Linked DNA regions of Sus scrofa: region 1 is linked to region 2. The links are chromatin contacts, called in public Hi-C maps. All regions are on one chromosome and are shown on one strand. The core of a region is the stretch at or near the end of the contact, and the rest is flanking DNA. Distances in the headings are between cores, read along the strand shown.

What was found. A called contact is a pair of places that touch in the nucleus more often than the background predicts.
Region 1: a contact with region 2 is called in a Hi-C map of liver, with 2.7 times the contacts expected there. The contact joins two enhancer-like sites. A contact is called at or near these places in 1 of 5 promoter capture datasets (liver), 22 of 47 Hi-C or Micro-C datasets (alveolar macrophages, embryonic fibroblasts, epiblast stem cells and 10 more) and 1 of 2 datasets of contacts at active chromatin or transcription factors (skeletal muscle).

What each region holds. Positions count from the first base shown.
Region 1 is chr10:19,910,952-19,914,864 of Sscrofa11.1, reverse strand. No RefSeq gene overlaps it. Among named protein-coding and RNA genes, the nearest start is that of TP53BP2, 23 kb to the right of the region's middle. Within about 2 kb of position 2,429, at least 3 of the 83 cell types and tissues checked have an H3K27ac peak or open chromatin away from gene starts, as enhancers often do. A contact at or near this core is called in fetal liver and liver, where this site is marked.
Region 2 is chr10:19,850,275-19,854,165 of Sscrofa11.1, reverse strand. TP53BP2 (apoptosis-stimulating of p53 protein 2) reads left to right here. Exons shown (of 18, transcript XM_013980098.2): 4 at 2,738-2,820. Among named protein-coding and RNA genes, the nearest start is that of TP53BP2, 38 kb to the left of the region's middle. Within about 2 kb of position 1,660, at least 18 of the 83 cell types and tissues checked have an H3K27ac peak or open chromatin away from gene starts, as enhancers often do. A contact at or near this core is called in fetal liver and liver, where this site is marked.

The DNA.
Region 1 (3,913 bases), core at 1,180-3,679, 60 kb before region 2:
AACAATGCCGGACCCTTAACCCATTGAGCGAGGCCAGGGATTGAACCCACACCCTCATGATTCCTGGTCAGATTCATTTCCGCTGAGCCACAATGGGAACTGCAAAAGCATGATTATTATTGTTGTCTAAGTTAAGAATAACATCAGACAGACTTTCCAGTCACTATGTCTCGCATACTTTTTTTTCTTTTTTCTTTTTATGGCCACACCTGCTGCATATGGAAGTTCCCAGGCTAGAGGTCAAATTGGAGCTGCAGCTGTGGTCTACACCACAGCCACAGCAACACCGGATCTGAGCTGCATCTGTGAACTATGCCACAGCTGCGGCAATGCTGGATCCTTAACCTGCTGAATCTTTATCCCATTGACCCATAGGGGTGGATCCTACATTCTCATGGAGACTAGTTGGGTTCTTAACCAGCTGAGCCATAATGGAAACTCCAATGTCTAGCATACTTTTATAAATAAAAAGCCAAGGAAACCACTCTAGCTGTCCTGGTAAATTGGCTAGCAATTGCTCCAAACTGGAATGAGAAGTCTGCCTTTGCCATCATTCAAATCCCAGCCCAGGAGTTCCTGTCATGGCGCAGTGGTTAACGAATCTGACTAGGAACCATGAGGTTGCGGGTTCGATCCTTGGCCTTGCTCAACGGGTTAAGGATCCTGCGTTGCTGTGGCTGTGGTGTAGGCCAGTGGCTACAGCTCCGATTCGACCCCTAGTCTGGGAAATCCATATGCAGCGGGAGCGGCCCAAGAAATGGCAAAAAAAAAAAAAAAAAGAAAGAAAGAAAGGCAAATCCCAGCCCAGTTCGCACTTCACATCTCTTTTCCCCAAGCCTCTTTCCAAGGTTCCTTGGTCTCTGAGCTTCCTGAAAACCACGGTTGGCTTTGGAATACTTCAGGATTCTCTTTCCTTAGTAAAAATGCAAAAATGATATTCCTATAATCCTTCTTGCAAGAACTAACTTAGACTAAAAAAACCAAACCTGCCTTTGCAAACAAGAAAAGATTTAAATCCAAATGGCTCACCATGAAGAACCGCTTATCAGCTGTGGGAAAAGTTATGTAACAGCCCAGAATATTAGTGGTTGTGAGTTCATACATTAACCATGAATATCAGTGAATTTGTCTCTTGAGTCATACCTGAGATGTTGGAAGAGATAGTTTGACAAAGGCAGGCCTTGAATAACCCAAAGCAGGAGCCCAGGACACAGCATTTTACCTCCTTATCTCGAACTCAGGCTTCAACAGTCAAGTTCAAGGGACATTTGACTCAGAATTCATGGCCCTGATTTGGTGTCCTCCTTCTGTTCTGTCTTGGGTTATCTGCTTATGTTTATGCAAAAACGCTTTGACTCCAACGTCCTAAAAAGATTATTTTATTCTTTTTCTCATATCACCGGATATGAGCAACCTCATGGTTCCTAGTCGGATTCGTTAACCACTGAGCCACGACGGGAACTCCTACATTTTCTTTTTTATATTATCTTCCATCATATTCTGTCACAAGAGACTGGATATATTTCCCTGTGCTGTACAGTAGGACCTCATTGTCATTGCCTTTTTTTTTTTTTTTTGGTCTTTTTTTTAGAGCCACACCTGCAGCACATGGAGGTTGACTAAACGATGGGAATAATGCTCTCTAATGATTGAGCCGTTTAAAAAAAGGACAAGGAAACATAATCTCTGTGAATCAAGTGCTACTTTGTTTATTGTTTGATAATAACATATACTGCTATGTTTCTGGAGAAGACTTAGAGAATGTGCTAGGGAAAAGGAATAGTTTTCCGGTCATTAAGTTTTGGATCTTGATCATTTTCCAGCAATAGTAATGGATCCTATCCCGTGGTATTTCCAGAGGGAAGGTGATAAATAGGGCTTTTTTTTTTTTTTTGGTCTTTTTGCCATTTCTAGGGCCGCTCCTGCAGCATATGGAGGTACCCAGGCTAGGGGTCTAATCGGAGCTGTAGTCACCGGCCTACGCCAGAGCCACAGCAATGCGGGATCTGAGCCATGTCTGTGACCTACACCACAGCTGACGGCAACACCGGATCCTTAACCCACCGAGCAAAGCCAGGGATCAAACCCGCAACCTCTTGGTTCCTAGTCAGATCTGTCAACTATTGAGCCACGACAGGAACTCTGAGAGAGCTCTTTTCTTGATTGAGGGCATCAGAGGCCAGACTGAGAACCCTGGCGAAGATGAGAGGAAGAAATAAGCTTTATAGGAACTAGTGATAAGCCAGGGTCCAGTAAGGTGCTTTGTGTGCGTGTAAAGCATTTCAAGTCCTACTTCGTTTTTCTTGCTCCATCTGACCTCCAGGAATCAACTGAGGTGTAATTTTCTGGTACAGCCACCAGGTGGCCTTTAATTCCTTTGGGTGTGCACGGGCCAAATTGGGTTGCCCGTTGGGCTGGCCTGGGTGGGGCATCAGTAACCCTATCGAGGTATCTTTCCTCTGCCAGTAGGAACCTGTTACTGTGCCCATCTGCTCCTCCTTGTTCTGCAGTAACGCCTGCCAGAGGGAAGGCTCTTTTCCGCTGGACACTGGATTCTAACCTGTTTCTACTCCTTCAAATTCTTTTTTTTTTTATCGTTGATACGGCGTCTACATAGACTTTTTTTTTTTTTTTTTTTTGTCTTTTTGCCTTTTCTAGGGCCGCTCCCGCGGCATATGGAGGTTCCCAGGCTAGGGGTTGAATCGGAGCTGTAGCCTCCGGCCTACGCCAGAGCCACAGCAACTCAGGATCCGGAGCCATGTCTGTGACCTACACCACAGCTCACGGCAACGCCAGATCCCTAACCCACTGAACAAGGCCAGGGACTGAACCCACAACCTCATGGTTCCTAGTCGGATTCGTTAACCACTGAGCCACGACGGGAACTCCTACATAGACTTTATATAGCAAATGTTTATCTAATATTTGGTGGGGTGTTTTTTTTGTTTTTTTTTTGTTTTTTTTGGTTGTTGTTTTTTCTTTTTAGAGCCTCACCTGCAGTATAGTATTGATCCCAGGCTAGGGGTCAAATCAGAGCTACAGCTGCCAGCCTACGCCACTACCACAACCACACCAGATCCGAGCTGCGTCTGCAACCTACACCACAGCTCATGGCAATGCCAGATCCTTAACCCACTGAGCAAGGCCAGGGATCGAACCCGCATCCTCATGGATACTAGTTAGATTTGTTACTAATGAATCACAATGGCAACTCCTGGTGTGCTGCTTTTAATTAAATGTTATCAGAATTAACATGGATGGAACTAGAGAATCTCATACTGAGTGAAATGAGCCAGAAAGACAAAGACAAATACCATATGATATCACTTATAACTGGAATCTAATATCCAGCACAAATGAACATATCCTCAGAAAAGAAAATCATGGACTTGGAGAAAACACTTGTGGATGCCTGATGGGAGAGGGAGGGAGTTGGAGGGATTGGGAGCTTAGGGTTATCAGACACAACTTAGAATAGATTTACAAGGAGATCCTGCTGAGTAGCATTGAGAACTATGTCTAGATATTCATGTTGCAACAGAACAAAGGGTGGGGGAAAAAATGTAATTGTAATGTATACATGTAAGAATAACCTGATCCCTTTGCTGTACAGTGGGAAAATAAAATAAAATAAAATAAAAAAGAAAAGAAAAAGGAAATAGGTGGTGTAAAACATAAAAAAAAAAAGAATTAGGAGAGTCTACATACATACATTTTCTTTTATTTGGCCTCAACCACAGCATGCAGAGGTTCCCTGGCCAAGGATCAAACCCGAACCACAGCAGTAATATGAGCCACAGCGGTGACAATGCAGAGTCCTTAATGGCTAGGCCACCAGGAAACTCCCGCATACCTACATTTTCGAAAGTTAAATAATATTTCCATGTGTTTCACATATTTCCATTATAACACA
Region 2 (3,891 bases), core at 411-2,910:
GCGCTCAGCCGCCCCCCAGAGGGTGGTAAGAGGAGAAGAAGCTGGGTGGACCCAAGGATGGGCTTTGACCAGACCAGTTCAGGGGACAGTCGGTGGGACACAGACGAAGAGTATGCTGGGAAGCCAGCTGGGGAAGAAGTTGAAGACAGAGGGGCAGCAGGAAAAGTGGGGACCAGGGAGGGAGCTGTTGGCTTCAGTTAATGCACAGGGGTCCAGAGATGAAACGATGCTCAAAGCTAGCATGTTGGGATTTAAGATTTCTGGGATACTGAGTGCTTCTGGGCAGCACGGTCCCTCACTGGGCCATGAAATCAGCCTGAATTCAAGAGGAGGCAGGAAGCCAGGGCTCTGAGAGGTTAACTTTTTGATGGTGAGGTCATCCAGAATGATGGCAGGACGCGGGGTAGAGAGAATGGGGGAGTCGGGTGGTCACACCTCTGACAACTGAGGGTTGTGACCAGTTTGTTTATTTTTTTATTTTTTGTCTTTTTAGGGCCAAACCCACAGCATATGGAGGTTCCCAGGCTAGGGGTCAAATCGGAGTTGTAGCTGCCGTCCTACGCCAGATCCGAGCCTTGACTGTGACCTACACCACAGCTCACGGCAATGCCGGATCCTTAACCCACTGAACAAGACCAGGCATCGAACTCGCATCCTCATGGTTTCTAGTCGGGTTCATTAACTGCTGAGCCATGACGGGAACTCCTATGTGACCAGTTTATAGATGACAGTGAGGAAAGGGTAGAAGCTGATTAACCTGTGACCGTGGGCTGGAAGCAGCATTAGACACTGGGGACACAACCGTCGCTTGACCGTAGGACGTGGGAAGAAAGATTTTCAGCTCTGAGACCTGTGGGTCCACTTTGTTCTCAGTGAGAAACCACTGATTGGAGCAGGATTACTAGGTGTTTCTAAAAATGTTGGAATCTGTGGAGTTCCTGTCGTGGCTTAGTGGTTAACACACCCGACTAATTACCATGAGGTTGTGGGTTCGATCCTTGGCCTCGCTCAGTGGATTAAGGATCTTTTAAAATGGAAAGTGAAGGAGTGCCCTGGTGGCCCAGTGAGTTAAGGATCTGGTGCTGTCATTGCTGTGGCTCTGGTTACAGCAGTGGTGCAGGTTTGATCCCTGGTCTGGGAACTGCTGCAGGCCATGGCACAGTGCAGAGAGGAGAGTTGAGGGAGTGTGACTTCGGTGTAAAATTCTTGGGTGTAAGAATGTTGGTAACACAGGTCGTAGAATTTCAGTTTTATTCTTTTTTTGGCTTTTTAGGGCTGCACCCACGGCACGTGGAGGTTCCCGAGCTAGGGGTCCAGTCAGAGCTGCAGCTGCTGGCCTACAGCACAGCCACAGCAACACGGGATCGGAGCCATATCTACAACCTACACCACAGCTCATGGCAATGCCAGATCCTTAACCCACGGAGCAAGGCCAGGGATCGAACCCACAACCTCATGGTTCCTAGCCGGATTCGTTTCTTCTGTGCCATGACAGGAACTCCCAGTTTTATTCCTTTAGTACAAATTGTAGGTACCCAGCAATTATTGGAGTGTGGGAGACCCCAGGCTTGACTTAGTCTGGCCTCTTTCACTCTACAGATGAGAAAGGCTGATACTTAGGGGTTAAATGACTTGTCAGAGGCCACACACCTAAAGGCAGAGCCAGGCGTGGAACTTGAGTCACCTCAGCCAGGCTGGCTCACAGGCCTTTCAGCATCACTGGTGTCTGTAATTTTATCTGAAATAAGCAGGTATTTTTTTCCCCCAAGCTGCCTCTTTTTGGTAGTTTTAAGTCAGCATCTGTATCTTATTTTTATTTTGTTCTTTATTTACATTATTGCTCATATCTTCTTTTCATGAATTCGTTGAATTTTACCTGTTCATCTAGGGGTTCAAATATCTCCCTCTGTCACGCTGGGTAAATTATTAACTAGCCTCTCAGTGGTGCCATATGCAGTTTCAGTGTGTCTGTAATGTGAGAAAAACAATCTGAAGATAAAGACGCTGTTTTCACATTGTTGCAAAACACCAGTGCCACATAGTGTCTAAATTGGGGTAAAACAGGATTGCTGCTCAGTGTCAACCTTTGTGGTGTAGACTTGGACAGTATCCACTAGCAGACTGTTTGCATGTTCAGAATATATATGATATTGTTTTATTGATTTGTTTTTCTGTCTTTTTTTTTTTTTTTTTTTTTTTTTTTTGGCGGGGGGCTTCACCCATGGCATAAGGAAGTTCCCAGGCCACGGGTCCAATCGGAGCTGCAGCTGCCTGTCTACATCACAGCCACAGCAACGCCAGATCCGAGCCACGTCTGCGATCTACACCACTGCTCACAGCAACGCCGGATCCCTAACCCACTGAGCGAGGCCAGGGATCAAACCTCAGTCCTCTCGGATACTAGTCGGGTTTGTTGCTGCTGAGCCACGACAGAAACTCCCGAACTCCTGTATTTTCTTCCTTTTTCCTCCTTTGGCATCTGACTCATCCAGCTTTTCTAGGAAATGGTTAGCGTGTAACATTTTCTAGTGCTGACTCTTCCCTGTTCCAAGCAAGGTTTTCCAGAACAGGCTGAATCATGAGACCGTAACTTCATTGCTACTATGAGCAAATATTTTATTTTCAACTTAAAATAGCAGAGCGCAGTAACAACAGAGCTCAGAAATGAACTGGGACTGAAAATTATCAGTCAACTCTAGTGTTAATGCATGTTAATGTTTCTGAATTTTGTGCTTAGGGGGTGGACCAAGGTCTCAGGATCCAAGTTTAAAAAGAAATGGTGTGAAAGTTCCGGGTGAGCATCGGAGAAAGGAGAATGGCGTAAGTGATCCTTGTTCCCCGTGCTGTGTATGTGCCGCTCAGATATATGTTTTTTTAACCTTTGAACTTCATTCACTGTTATTTTTTATTCGGTAGGTCATTAAGGATGGTCCCCCCCCCCTTTTTGTCTTTTTGCCTTTTCTAGGGCTGCTTCCCGCAGCATATGGAGGTTCCCAGGCTAGGGGTCCAATTGGAGCTGTAGCCGCCCATCTACACCACAGCCACAGCAACACCGGATATGAGCCTCCGCTTACAACAGTGCTGGATACTTAGCCCACTGAGCAAGGCCAGGGATTGAACCTGTGTCTTCACAGAGACTATGTCAGGTTCTTAACCCACTCAGCCACATGGGAACTCCTTTTTTAAAAAAAACAACTTTTTTTTTGTCTTTTTAGGGCTGTACCCGAAGCACATGGAGTTTCCCAGGCTAGGGGTCCAATCGGAGCCGTAGCCCGCCTACACCACAGCCACAGCAACGCCGGATGGTTAACCCACTGAGCAAGGCCAGGGATCAAACCTGCAACCTCATGGTTCCTAGTCGGATTCGTTAACCACTGAGCCATGATGGGCACTCGGACTCTTTTTATCTGAATTTGCTCAGCATGATTACTTTGAGATTCATCCATTTCCTTGTGTGTTTTACTGCCGAGAGGTGTTTTGTTGTCTGGTTATACCACGACTTATCCCTTCCTCTAATGATGGACATTTGGGTTGTTTCCGTTTTATTCCAAATCAAGCTCCAGTGGATATATGATCACATGTCATTGTATGGACATATGTTTTTATTTCTCTTAGGAGTGGAATGGTTGAGTCATATGGTAGCTATATGTTAACTTTTTAAGAAGCTGCCAGACTGTTTTCCAAAGTGATAGTTTTATTTTATATTCCCCATCCGAGAGTTCTGGTTTTTCCACATTCTTGCCTACATTCAGTATGGATGGTCCTTTTAATTTTGGCTATTTAATAGGCATGTAGCAGTATTCCATTGTGGGTTTTTTTAATTATTAAAGGATAGTTGATTTATAATGTGCCAATTTCTGCTGTTCAGCAAAATGACTCCATATGATTATA